Linked DNA regions of Hordeum vulgare: region 2 is linked to region 1. The links are chromatin contacts, called in public Hi-C maps. All regions are on one chromosome and are shown on one strand. Each heading gives the region's core, a stretch centred on a gene start, on an enhancer-like site or on the middle of the called end of the contact. The rest is flanking DNA. Distances are from core to core; before and after follow the strand shown.

The links. A called contact is a pair of places that touch in the nucleus more often than the background predicts.
Region 2: a contact with region 1 is called in a Hi-C map of leaf, with 6 times the contacts expected there. The contact joins the enhancer-like site here to the promoter of LOC123403476 in region 1. A contact is called at or near these places in 3 of 6 Hi-C or Micro-C datasets (leaf and seedling) and 1 of 1 datasets of contacts at active chromatin or transcription factors (embryo).

What each region holds. Positions count from the first base shown.
Region 1 is chr6H:470,882,808-470,889,777 of MorexV3_pseudomolecules_assembly, reverse strand. It overlaps LOC123403476 (galactan beta-1,4-galactosyltransferase GALS1-like), which reads left to right and starts at 2,363. Exons shown (of 2, transcript XM_045097414.1): 1 at 2,363-4,399; 2 at 5,418-6,122. The coding sequence starts at 2,877. The coding sequence ends at 5,766.
Region 2 is chr6H:471,084,439-471,091,905 of MorexV3_pseudomolecules_assembly, reverse strand. No RefSeq gene overlaps it. Among protein-coding and RNA genes, the nearest start is that of LOC123403476, 200 kb to the right of the region's middle. Within about 2 kb of position 3,870, at least 2 of the 3 cell types and tissues checked have open chromatin away from gene starts, as enhancers often do. A contact at or near this core is called in leaf and seedling, where this site is marked.

The DNA.
Region 1 (6,970 bases), core at 1,114-3,613:
CCCTGCTATTTCCCATTTACTGTTTGCAGATGACAACATCTTCTTTGGAAGAAGTGACAGGAGGAGTGTGGAAGCTTTGAAACATACCCTTCATCTCTATTGTGAGGGTTCTGGACAAAAGATTAATCCGGATAAATCATCTATATTCTTTGGTAATGGTTGCCCGGAGGTGATCAAGAATGAGGTTAAACATATACTTGGCGTCTTTAATGAGTCTCTCCAAGATTCATATCTTGGTATGCGAACCGAAGTGGGGCGATCAACTACCATGACGTTCAGATATTTGTATGATCGGATGTGGAAGCGCATCAACGGTATGTCTGATCGACCATTATCTAGGAAAGGAGTGGAGATTTTATTAAAATCTGTGATTCAGGCGATTCCAACATACGTGATGAGATGTTCCTTATACCTGTTGGTACATGTGAGCAAATGAGGAGAGCTATTGCTAATCAATGGTGGGGTTTTGCTGATGGTAAAAGGAAGATGCATTAGCGATCATGGGACTGGCTGACATGTCCAAAAGCTATGGGAGGTCTTGGTTTCAGAGATATGAGCATGTTTAATCAAGCAATGTTAGGCAAACAATGTTGGCAGTTACTCACAGAACCAAATTCCCTTTGTACTCGTGTTCTTAAGGGACGTTATTTTCCCAAATACAGACTTCTGGGATGCTAAATGTCCACGGTCTGCTTCCTATACTTGGCGGAGCATACTTCATGGCATGGATCTTGTCAAAAGAGGAGTCCGATGGGGTGTGGGTAATGGTGCCACAATCAAGATCCTGGAGGATAATTGGACTCCTGGAGTGAGACCTCAGTTTTTGCATTTGCTATCTCCTCTCTCGGACGGCAGAAGGTGAACTCTCTCTTTGATGATGATGGTTTTACTTGGAACATACATCTGGTCTGATCAGTCGTCGAGGAATCAATTGCGGATCAAGTGCTTCAACTTCCCATCAGTCGTTTTGGTGACACTCACTTTGTATCGTGTCGCATACTCGTTCTGGCACATACTCGGTCCGGTCTGCATATTAGTTGGCCAGGATGACAAAGATGATTTCCTCTTGTAGCAATACGGGCCGTGGTATGCCGTCTAATCTCCAAAGTGAAGCCACCTCCTGGAACAAAATTTGGGCGATCAAGGCGCCGGGGAAAATGTTGATAACTATATGGAGGTTCGCTCATGATTGCTTGCCAACGGGAATGCAGCTACACCGGAGACATATTCCTGCATCTAAGGTTTGTGTCCATTGTTCTGCTGATGAGCACATTGAACATGGATTGCTTTTTTGCCCATATGCACGAGCTGTTTGGTCTGATGTCAAAGATTACTTCAACGTGCATCTTTGTCGGAAAGGGTTCACAAATTGTAAAACATGGATCTTTGATTTTATGGCTCGTTGCTATGATCTTGCTGCTACAGTTCTTGCGGTCATGTGCTAGCATATTTGGGATGCTCGTAACAAACTCCAAGAAGAAAATATTAATCAGCATCCTTCTAGTCTTGCTCTGAAAATTAAAGCATATGTTGACATGATAGTGGAGCATTTGTTCAATACCAAAACCAACCATAGGCGTGAACCCTATACAACAGCATCCTGGGTTCCGCCGCCGCCAGGTAAGATGATGATAAACGTTGACGTTGCCCTTTTTACCAATGCGAGGAGCATGGGGGCAGGTGTGATGATGCGAGAGCATTCGGGTTCTTACATTGTTTGTTGTGGTATTGGTGTTCCTGAGGTAATCCTTCCTGAGCTAGCGGAGGCAATTGCAATCGAGAGAGGCTTGCAATTTGTATTGAGTGAAGGTCTACAGGAGGTCTTACTTGCTTCTGATTGTTTGACGGTTGTTCAACGTATTAATTCGCCGAGCCTGGATCGATCTTTTTGTGGTCCTGTGATTCAAGACATCAAGCAACTTAGAACTTCGTTCACTAGTTATTCTATATTTCATGTACGTCGGGAACAAAATGTTGTTGCACATTTGTTGGCTCGATCTTATAATCAGCTAGGGTGACGTGTTTGGCGTGATGTGTCTCCGGAATGCATCCGAGAAACTATTTGTATGGACATTATGTCATGATTTATAAAGCGGGTGTGTTATAAAAAAAATACAGACGTAAGTGTATACATACGCAAGCCCATTGTTGTGAACGCACAGACGAGCTGGTTATCAACCACGTGCGTGCGTGCGTACTGCCTGAGGCGAGACCGTGCAGGCGGCGACGGCTTTTCTACCGGAGACGAATCCAGGGAGGCGCGTCGCGCTGTTGCTTGCGACGGGTCCGCGCCGAAGTGGCGCCCGTTGAGGCACCGCGTTGTCCGGCCGCGGGCCTTGATTTCCTTCCGAAAACTTCTTCACCGCCAGCCGGCCACGACGCCCTACGAACGCGGTTGGTGGGCTGCGTTACGAACCGCGCGGATCGGCGGTTAAACCACTGACTTCATTTCTTCCTTCCCCTGCCCCGATCCAGCCACAGCCAGCCAGCCAGCCAGCCTTGACTGTTGCTTCGCGGCGCCGCCCCCCGCCTCCCCTACTCTCACCCGCAGCGCCCAGAACAATCCCCTCTCCCGTCGACAACCCACCGACCCCGTCGATTCCCGCCACCTTCCTCTCCCCCCCGTCACCCCCCACATTCCCCGCATCTCGGCCCCCTCTTGCCTTTTACTACAGCCCACCGAGCCTCCTGCGCCCGTACCCGAGCCCGTTCCCGGGAAAGATAACGAGGAAGGAGGACGGACGGTGGAGGGAAAGCGCGGCGCGCAACCGGAGCACGGCCCGTCTTCGCGGACCGCCGGCCGCGCGGGCGGATCGGCGAGTTGGTGGTCGTTTGGATTGCAGGGTCGTGCCCGTGCTCGTGGTCGTGCCCGTGCCATGAAGAAGAAAGACGCGGGAGGAGGCGGCGGTGGCGGTGGAGCGTTCGTGGCCGTCCCGTGCGTGGACATGAAGCTCTTCGTCGCCTCGCTCGCCTTCCTCACGCTCTTCGTCGCATTGTGGCAGCTCCAGCCCTACGGCACCCTCCTCGCCGCCGCACGCTCCTCCGCCTCCGCGCCGCCCTGCGCCCTCCCACTCGCCACAACCTCCGCCGCCGGTATTAGGATCAGCAACAACAACACGGAGGTCCACTCCGCCAACTCGACGTCCTCCGACACGGCCACAAAAAGCACACCGGGGACGACGTCGGCTCCGGACACCCCCGCCGTCGGCACTGTTCCGATGCGGCTGGCGAGGCCGGCGACGCGGCCGGAGGATCCGAACAAGCCTGTGCTCACTCGGCCGCACGAAAGCGCGGCGGCGCGGACCGAGGACCCAACCAAGCCGGTGCTCACTCGGCCGCACGAAAGCGCGGCGGCGCACGCGAAGGAGCCGAACAAACCGGTGTTCCTTCGGCCGCATGTAAGCGCGGTGGCGCGGGCGGAGGAGCCGAAAAGGCCGGTGCCCCGGCCGTCCGGCAACGCGGTGGCACGGGTGGAGAAGCCGAAAAGGCTGGTGCCCCGGCCGTCCGGCAACGCGGCCGTGCGCCCGGACGACCCAAACAAGCGGGTGCTCCGTCCGTACGGCAGCGCGGCGGCGCTGTTCGTCCAGATGGGCGCGTACCGGGGCGGGCCGCGGACGTTCGCCGTCGTGGGGCTGGCGTCCAAGCCCACCCACGTGTTCGGCACCCCCTACTTCAAGTGCGAGTGGCAGCCCAACCCGAGCGCCGCCGACCCGGCGCCGCGCACCGTCCGGACCAAGGCCTACAAGATCCTCCCGGACTGGGGGTACGGCCGCGTCTACACCACCGTCGTCGTCAACTGCACCTTCCCCGCCAACCCCAACGCGGCCAACGCCGGCGGCAAGCTGCTCGTCCACGCCTACTACTCCACCGCCTCCCGCCGGTACGAGCGCTTCGTCGCGCTCGAGGAGGCGCCGGGCTCCTACGACGAGTCCATCTTCAGCCCGCCGTTCCAGCACGACTACCTCTACTGCGGCTCCTCGCTCTACGGCAACCTCAGCGCCAGCCGCATGCGCGAGTGGATGGCGTACCACGCGCACTTCTTCGGGCCCAGGTCGCACTTCGTCTTCCACGACGCCGGCGGCGTCAGCCCGGAGGTGAGGGCGGTGCTGGACCCGTGGATCAGGGCGGGGCGGGTGACGGTGCAGGACATCCGGGCGCAGGCCGAGTTCGACAGCTACTACTACAACCAGTTCTTGGTGGTGAACGACTGCCTGCACCGGTACCGGCACGCCGCCAATTGGACCTTCTTCTTCGACGTCGACGAGTACCTCTACCTGCCAGACGGCCAGGCTCTGGACCAGGTGCTCGCCAAGCTCTCGGGCTACACGCAGTTCACCATCGAGCAGAATCCCATGTCCACCAAGCTCTGCGTCAAGAATCCGAGGAATGATTACTCAAGGTTCGTAATTTGATTTCTGTCCCGTATCTGGAGTAATTTCTGCTTGCCTCGTCCATTCCCGATTTAATTTTATGTTTATGATTGCGAGATCTCTGTCACGCCACCTCCCAAATTTAGCTTCAGATGTAGTATCAGGTTCAGGGTGGTAGGAAATACAATTTGTCCTGCCGGTTTGGTAGCATTCCCAGATATATATTTTAGCCGTTGGACCTTGGTTGTGTTGTTTAATCCAACAAACAAACATTCTCAAAGCGGTTACTTGTTTATGCAGTCTGTTGATCAATTGGGCAGTGAGCTGCTTGATTTCACCTTGCTCACTTTTTAATTAAAAATCGGTTAGATTTCCTTTGGTCAAATTGAGTCCTCTAGGGCAACATGGCGGTTGACACCTTCTCCTTTTGTTCTCCAGCTTCCATCACTGAACAAATTTCTTTGCATAGATAAAGCATCATTAGGTTTCACAACCAAAGGTCATTACTTAAGCAAATTTGGTTCTCCAACATCTTTCACCATTGAACCAACAATGTTTGTAAAGCACCAGTTGGTTTCACAAACAAAGGTCATTACTGTAAGAAATTCTGTTCTGCACCTTTCACCATTGAACCAACAATATTTGTAAAGCACCAGTTGGTTTCACAAACAAAGGTCATTACTTTAAAGACACTCTCCATTGAGCCAAAGATCTTAGGAAAGCATCATTAATTAATTATTTATTTATTTGAGATTAGGAAAGCATCATTTGGTTCTACAAACAAACATCAGTGCTTTTATACATTTTGTTCTCCAGCATGATTTGCTTCCACAATTAATGGTCATTGCTTTCTACCCGCCCGAAAACAAAGATGAATTGAGCCTAATCCTCAATATATACCAAGTTCCACAAATAAATTTGAAGATAGTTTTTGTCCTTGTTGTCGATTTTACATTTCAGTCTAATCGGCATTTCATCTTCCATTCTAAATAAGGGTATAGCAACAGTGTAATCTGAACTAACGGGCACATGCCATCGATGATGCAGGGAATGGGGATTTGAGAAGTTTGTCTTCCGCAACTCGATAACCAGGGTCCGGCGCGACCGCAAGTACGCGATCCAGGCGCGGAACGCATACGCGACCGGGGTGCACATGTCGCAGAACGTGTACGGGAGGTCGACGCACAAGACGGAGACCCTGATCAGGTACTACCACTACCACAACTCCATCAACGTGCTGGGTGAGCCGTGCCAGGAGTTCGTGCCGAGGCCTGGTCGCGGCCGCAAGGTCATGTTCGAGGGCGTCCCCTACGTGTACGACGACACCATGAAGCGCCTCGCCGGCGAGATCAGGCGATTCGAGAACGAAACCATCGGATCGTTGTCTCATACATAACGAACAGCGGCTGGGAGGTGACTGCTGGCTGCTGGGTACATATACGCTGATGTTTCTTTAGGATGGATGCCTGGTTCTTGTGGAACTCTCAGTCTTAGCTGATAAGTGCAGGGGAGAGCCTGTTTTATTTAGAGGCAGGGCAGGTCGGCTGGTGTAAAGTTTTGGTTTTTCTTTGGGCTGCCCTTCTTTCTCTTCACCTTTTCATGTAAAGTTGGTTCTCTCAGATCTGCTTTTTTTACTGCGTCTTCTTTCTCTTCACCTTTTCATGCTTGTCCCCCACATCCGTTTGCAGATAGATACCCCTAGATCTGTGTAAACTGATGATGTTGGCTTTTTACTACTGCTAGATTATTTCATCTTCTGGGGTCACATACAAAGTGCCAAAAAGTAAGGCGTTTCTGCTTGTTGTTACATCACTAGCAAAAGGTCCGTGCATTGCAACGGAAGAAAAAATATCACACGCTTTTAATTTTTATAATCATTTTAATTTATTAAAATAATAAGCTAACTAACTAATGTAGTAAGTCCTATCCTATTTTGTTGAAAAATCAACTCGTTCATTGTTAATTCCATTATGATGAGAAATTGAGCGTGACAAGCAAAGCAAAACAAAGAGGCTACCTGAATTGATTAATGGACTGTTATCTTATTTCACTCATGGGGTAGAGAATGTGGGATCAGATGACAAACTGAAGGTGGTGTTCCATTCTCTCTCTCTACAACAATGCAATCTTACATTCAATACATTCATTCATCAGCAAAACAAATTCTCACAAAACAAATTTTTTTGCCGGTGCTTGGCACACGGTTGGAGGCATGGGGAGGGCCTCTCACCAGATGATGAGTTCGGTTGAGGTCGGCCGCGGCGACGAGTGGTGTGGCAGCGGTCTGGGCACAGGCCAGGGTGGACCAGGGTCAACGCGATGCGCTCGAGCGCCGCAACGGGGGCAGTGAGCGGGGAGAGGTACAACCGCGGAGGCGGGTGGGTTGAGATCGGCAGCGGTGGCGGTTGAGGTCGGCCACGGCGGCGAGTGGTGTGGCGACGGCGTGGGCACAGGCCAGGGTGGCCGAGGGTCGACGGGAGGAGGCGATGCGTACGGGTATAATTTTTGCAGCGAATCGTTTTTTCCTTTTGCGTTGCAGTAAATGATGGAGCGCGGGTTGAATAACAAAAATTACAGGGGCTTTATTATAAAAATGCCGT
Region 2 (7,467 bases), core at 2,621-5,120, 200 kb before region 1:
ATAATTTTCTTACGATATTCTTTATTTCTTCCTCATTTGCACTTTTATTTTTTTATTAGTCATTGTTGTTTGCAATTTTCTTTCTTTTTAATTGCTTTTTTATTTTCTTTTTCCTTGGTTTTTCCACGGTTCTCTTTGTTTATTTCTTCGTTGTGAGTGGATTTTTTCTCTTTATCTTTTACTCAATTTTCATAGTTTTTTTGTTCCTTTCAAGTTTTTCATCAGTTTCTTTGTATTTCTTTGTTTTTTCTCATTTTCAATGTATTCATTCTTTTGCATTGGTTTTCTTCATGTTTTTTTTGTATTTTTGTTTCTTTTTTGGTTTTCATTTTTTCTTGGTTTCTTTTTTGGTTTTTTACCTTTTCACTCCTTTTAATTGCTGTTCTGCTGCTTTTATTTTCCCTTTTCCCTTTTCCCTTTGTTTCTCTTTGGGTTTTCTCGCTTTTAATTATTTCTTTTTGTTGGTTATCTTTGCTTCTTTTCGGTATTTATTGGATTATTTTTATTTAACATATGACTACTTTTCTCAGTACACAACGTATATATTGACAGCATACGTTGAACATTTTTAGAATATGTGATCTATATTTTTTGTTAGATGCAAGTCTTGAACACTTTTTAAAATCCAGGGTGACCAATTTTCCGATACATGATGAACATTTTCTAATGGCAATAAAATTTCTTTCAGACACAATGAATAATTTTTTGTATACATCAGCAATATATTTATATACGGGGTTATTTTTTCAAAAATATATTGTTTTCTTATGCCCACTTTGTTGAACATACGCTCTATATTTTTTCCGCATATGCCACGAATATTTTGTGCATGGTTTTAACTTTTGCAAATACACAATCAACATTTTTATACACATTGTATATTTTTGTATACATCAATGGTATACATGAGATTATTTCTTCAATTCAAAATTATTTTTTAGAATGCTTGATTGACATGTGTCAAATACGTAATTAACATATTTTGAATATATGATAAACTTTTTCATACAAGTATATTTTATGTATACATAATTCATATAGATGAGAAATATTATGCTTGATTAAAATTTTCAAATACTTATTAAGATTGTTTTGCTAATGCTTGACTAACATTTCGTAAATACATGATGACGTTTTTTATATGCATTGTGTATTTTTCATATACTTGAGAAACATTGTTTCAACACATATTTAACATTTTTCAAATGATTGGCTAACAATAATAAATTAGTGATTAAAAATATTCAATTCCTTGATTAACATTTTTTAAATACACAATAAATATTTGCATATATATTCTTTTTTTTACATTTTCATAGACATGAGAAACATTTTTGCTGATTAAAATTTTCAAATATTTCATGAGAAGGTGTTTTTTATAATATATATTTGAAATATTTAAAAGTAATAAAAATGAAAAAGGATAGCGAAATCAAAGAAAAAATGAAATGAGGAAAATTGAGGATGTGGCGTGCCCACCATGCATCGGGCTGGCCTAGTAGAGCGTTCTCTAAGTGAGGCTGCCTTATATCTTGTAACAAGCGAGACATAAGCACGCCCCATACAATTGCTCCACTAGTGAATATATGAATGAATGAACATTTAAATTTTTATTAGTGTATTGAAAGATCAGTGAACGAAAATGAAAAAGGGGCAGCATGAAGGAGCCCAACATGAAGGTGAAGTGAGTGTTTGCTCGATGTTATGGGGACTTCCTATCCCACCAATGGGATGGACTAAAGCCTGCAGGGACCGTTTCCAACCATGAGGTACTGCAAACCAATGCTGCCATGCGTTGCACTTTATGCTCGCTTTTTTTGGGGCCTTGGAAATATGTTTGGTTTTCTAGATTTTCCTGAAAAAATCACATGAACCACACATTGTGAAAAAGCAAAGGTGTGCTTTCACGTGAAGCGCATATGTGCTTTCGGATAGTAAAAACGCATGTGGTTTCCAAAAAGTGAAAACAGATGTGTGATTTACGATGAAACACGTTTATGCTTCTGCGTGAAGCACATTCATGCTTCTCGTAAAGTTAAACACATTTATGCTTCTGCGTGAAGCACACTCATCCAAGACTATTAGCATGGGATCCAATTCAAAGATCTTAAAGTGGGAAACCCAATGGCGAACGGGATTTTAACGCACGGTTTAAAATTTAAACACTTAAAAAATGAATTTACGAGAAAGGCAAACACATGCAGGTTGTAGTGCCTGCAGGTTGTCAGCACACATTTAGTGCTTCATTTGTCACTAACAAAAAAGATGGGAATGATCTTTTCAATGCCTACCCTTTAATTAGTGATTTCGGTAAAGCAAGGTAAGTAGTGAAAATGTGGGGAACTCCTACCCGTCGCTCGCTGCGCAAGGGGATCGCTCCCATGCACAGAGGGGCGCCCGACTGGACCGGCCCTTCTTTTTTTTTTAACAAAAAATGGATGATTTCCTTTTTTTCTATTTCTTTTTTCTTTTCGGCTTTTTCCTTTTTTGGCTCTTTTTCTTTCTGTTTTCCTTATTTTCTTTTTTAATCAAAATGAACAAACGTTGAAATTTTCAATCATTTTTCAAAAACACTAATGTTTTTTAATCAGAGAACAAATCTGAAAGCACGAACATTTTTTTAAAGCATGAACATTTTTTGAACCTTGATAACAAATTTTAAAATCTAGAACAACTCTGAAAAATACTGAACAATTTTTTAAAGCACAATTTTTTTGAATATTGAGAACTAACTTTTGAAATGGAGAACAATTTTCAAAACCACAAACAAATTTGGAAATGTGAAGAAAATTTTAAAAGAACGAACTTTTTTGGAATCATGAGAACAAATTTTCAAAATGAAAACATTTATTTTGGTTCGTTTTTTCTTTCCTTTTTTCCTTTTATTTTTGTATTTGAAGCAAAAAATATTTTTCAGATTTTAATAATAATTTTGAAAAATCGTGAACAAATTTGGAAGGGCAAACAATTTTTTACAGCATGAACATTTTTTCAATCTTGAGAACAAAATTTTAAAAAGGAGAACAATTTTGAGAAATCCGAACAAATTTGAAAGCACGAACAAATTTTTAAAGCACAAACAGTTTTTGAAATTTGTGAACAATATTTGAAATCGAGAACAATTTTCAAAAACATGAACAAATTTGGAAGCACAAACAATTTTTCAAAGCAGGAACATTTTTTGAATATTGAGATCAAAATTTCGAAAAAGAAAACAATTTTGAAAATCCCTGAACAAATTTGAAAGCGCGAACAATTTTTTAAAGCACGAACATTTTCTGAAATTTTGAACAAATTTTGAAACCGAGAACATTTTAGAAAAATCATGAACAAATTTGGAAGCGCGAACAAGTTTTTTAAAGCACAAATATTTTTTGAATCTTGAGAACAAAATTTTGGAACGGAGAACAATTTTGAAAATTCCCAAACAAATTTAGAAGCACGGACAAAATTTTAAAGCATCATCATTATTTGAATTTTGATAAAAAAATTGAAACTGAGAATAATTTTGAAAAATCCTGAACAAATTTGGAAGTGCGAACAATTCATAATATAGAACATTTTCTTAAAATATATAACATTTTTTAAAAATCCAAAAGTTTTTTTTAAAAATGTAGAGCATTATTTGAAACTGAAAAAAAACGAATAAGAAAAACAAAAACTAAGGGAACCTTCTAGAAGTTTTCTAAAACCTGAAAAAACTAGCTGGAAACCTCTAGAAGGTTCCAAAAACTAGGTGCTGCAACACCGCTAAACGGGCTAGCTCATTAAAAATCGACCCCGTTCCGCTATGTGCGAAGCCCCGACACCGCTTCGCATAGAGCGGCGAATAGGGTTTTCCAAAAATGTGCACACCATACAAGAGCTCGTGTGGGCTGGCCCATACGGGAAATCTGTGCTACAATGTATGCGTAGGATAGTTACTAGCAAAAAGGCCCATGCGTTGCAACGAGAGAAAAAAACCCATACACTTTTAGTTTATAAAAAATGTTATATAATCTGAGACTTCGTAGTTACGGCACAAACAGTATGGTCTTATCCTACAAAAGTTCAGATCAAGATTCCACAGGTCTTCTATTTTGACACGATTTGCATTTAGATTTAATGCATATAAAGAAACGGGCAAGTGACCTTCAATTTCATCTTCAATCCTGACTTTGTTGACGTGTTCATCCCCAATTCGGATTAGTACCGGTATGAAAGAAAGACGGATAACGAATTATTTATTAAAATTGCATCCTAGATAATTTTTTATTAAATGTAAAATAAAATCATATTTAAATTCTACAAGTTTTTCTAATCAAATTTCATATATAACATGTTAAATTTAGAGTTACGGTTCAAAAGATATAAGTATTTTAAAAAACATTTAATATATACTGCGGATTTAATGTTAGAAACATCAGGGGTTTTCTATAAAATAGCAAGACGGACTAAAATACCTATTTCTTTTATTAGTAGGTATAGATAAAAGAAGAAGAACCATTGAGGCTGTCAGTTCAACGCCTCATATGCGACAAAACCCACACTATTTAAGGTAATCTTTCAAAATTTTGACTCTCATCAAATGAATACACATTTTATTTGGATGTAGACTGTTAGCACAAAGTGTTATTGACCTAAATTTTCAACCAAATGGTAAATGTCATACGTGTGGCACGAAGCACTCCGGCCTTGACTTTTTTACAACTTAAGTTGCCATCTGAAAAGAAAACCCAAATGATAATACCGCATGAGTGGCCGAAAGCACTCCCCGCCCTGATGTTGTTTTACAGAGCTAACGTTGCCATCTGAATAGAAAACTCAAATGATAAGTGCCACATGCATGGCACGAAGCACTCTGGCCTTGACCGTTTTTACAACAACAGTTATGTTGCTAAACTTGCCATAAAATATGTTTAGAGTTGCCATATATTCGTGTCACATGTGTGTCACTTATCAAGTCCAGTGTTTGTTGGGCATCTAGCATGCCTTGTGTGAAGGTTCGGTGTTCGATTTCTTATTGACGCACATTTAAAAAAAATATTTCTTTCGTTTTACTAAAATACCGGTAAACCTTAAATAAATTATGTGCTTCCCTAAACTAAATGTGTGTATGCTCTAAAAGAAAGCCGACATGTTTGTCTAAAAAGTAACGTTGTTTTATTTCCCTCTATTCTGTTAGGTACAATACACAAATATATTTTAAAATATACATGGGCAGTTATTTCAACCAGCTAAAAAATAAATACTTTTTTCAAATATTTGTTTTTTAAATGATAATCATTATTTGAGATACATGAAAATACATATTTCAAACATGTGATTTATTTAATACTTATTTCCAAAAAGTGATTTACTAAATACTTATTTCAACAAGCCAAAATGAAACATAAAGATGTAAATAAAATAGGAAAGGAAATATAAAATGGGAGTAGGAAAAAAGAAAACGTAAGCTGAAAAAGAGGCCAACTTTTGAATACACCATAATATTTTTTTAATTTACAATATAAGCAATTTTTAAATGTATGTTGAACAAGCATTACTCATATAAAAATGCATTGTTCCCATTAATGTAAATTAAAATTGAAATATAGAATGGAGAGACGAAAACAAAAAGGTGGAAATAATAAAACAAAATATATAGAACTAAAAAACTATTTGAAAATTAAAATAAAAATAGGGAATGGAACAAGAAAAGTAAAGAAATACAAAATCAAAAAAATAGAAAAATCGGATCATAAAATTGGCGAAAGAAATTATGGTTAAAATAAATGGACATGGAAAAAATAAAGGTATGTACGCCTACGATCCCACAATTTTAACAACTGAGCGAGCACATGAAATGAAAAACAAAACGTAGCAGCCCTTTGGTCCACACGATTGTGCGAGAAAATAAAAGAAAAATGGGTAGCCTAGGTCGGATCATTTTCTCAAGGCACATTGGTGAGTTCAGTGTGGTGCTCGCATTAAGCCAGATATAACCCCTAAAAGAAGCAAGATATAATATTTCCCAAATGCTCGACAGCTTGCGCGATACACGTGTTGCGAGCGACTGAAGCTTAGACGTCCACCGCCTCGAGAAGCGTGATATATAGATATGTGGGTCCAACTGATATGTTTATTTTGCATCATACATTATTATTGATGTTTATGTTATTCTTGTCCGTCATTCCCTTATTATCATACAATTCTTATAGCATTTCTCTTTGAATATGCAAGATACATCACAAAGAGGGAAATATCTGAAAACTGGAATCTTGGATGAGAAAACCGTGAAAAAGACAGGAAAATCAGCAAACTCCAAATGTTGTGAAACTTTACGGAGATTTTTCTGAAATATTTCAATTATTGGGCCAAAAGCATACCATAGGGGGGCACTTGCTGGTCACAAGCCAACAGGACGCGACCACCCCGCTCGCCACGTCCTGATGGCTTGTGGGCCCCCTCCTAGCCCTCTGACGTCCCCCTTCTCCTATATGGTGTGTTTTGATCTAGAAAAATAAATTATAAATAACCTTTCGGGATGAAGCGTCGCCATATCGAGGCGGAAACCTGGGCAGAGACCCTTTTGCTTTTCAGTCGACAGATTCTGCTGGGGATACTTCCCTTTAGGAGGGGGAAATCGAAGCCAACATTAGCACCAGTTCTTCCTCCTTCGTGGGAGGACCAATCTTCATCAACATATTCAACATCATCATCTCATCTGCAACCCTAGTTCATCTCTTGTATTCAATCTTTGTCTCAAAACCTTATATTGGTACATGTGGGTTACTAGTTGTGTTGATTATATCTTGTAGTTGATGCTTGTTGGATTACTTGGTGGAAGATGTTATGTTCATTTCCTTTATTATTATTATTATTATTACACCTTTGATCTTGAACATGTTGATGAGGTGTGAGTAGTAACTATTGTTTCTGAGGACATGGGAGAAGTCTTGTTATAAGTAATCATATAAAGTTGGTATTTGTTCGATATTGTGATGATATGTATGTTGTTACTTCTCTTAGTGGTGTCATGTGAACGCCGACTACATGACACTTCACCATGTTATCGAGCAAAGGGAAGTCATTGTGGAGTAACAAGTAGATGATGGGTTGCGAGAGTGACATAAGCATAAACCCTAGTTTATGTGTTGCTTCATCAGGGGCTCATTTGGATCAACACATTTAATGCTATGGTTAGATTTATCTTAATTCTTTTTTCGTAGTTGCGGATGCTTGCGAGAGAGGGTAATCATAAGTTGGTTGTTTGTTCAAGTAAGAACAACACCTTAGCACCGGTCCACCCACGACTTAATATAGTTACCCGTGATGACCCACAAGTATAGGGGATCAACCGCAGTTCTTTCAATAATTAAGAGTGTCGAACTCAATGAGGAGCAGAAGGAAATGACAATCGGTTTTCAATATGGTAATTTCTGCAAGCACTGAAATAGCGGTAGCAAATTGTTTGATAGCAAGATAACTGTAACAGGCAACGACTAG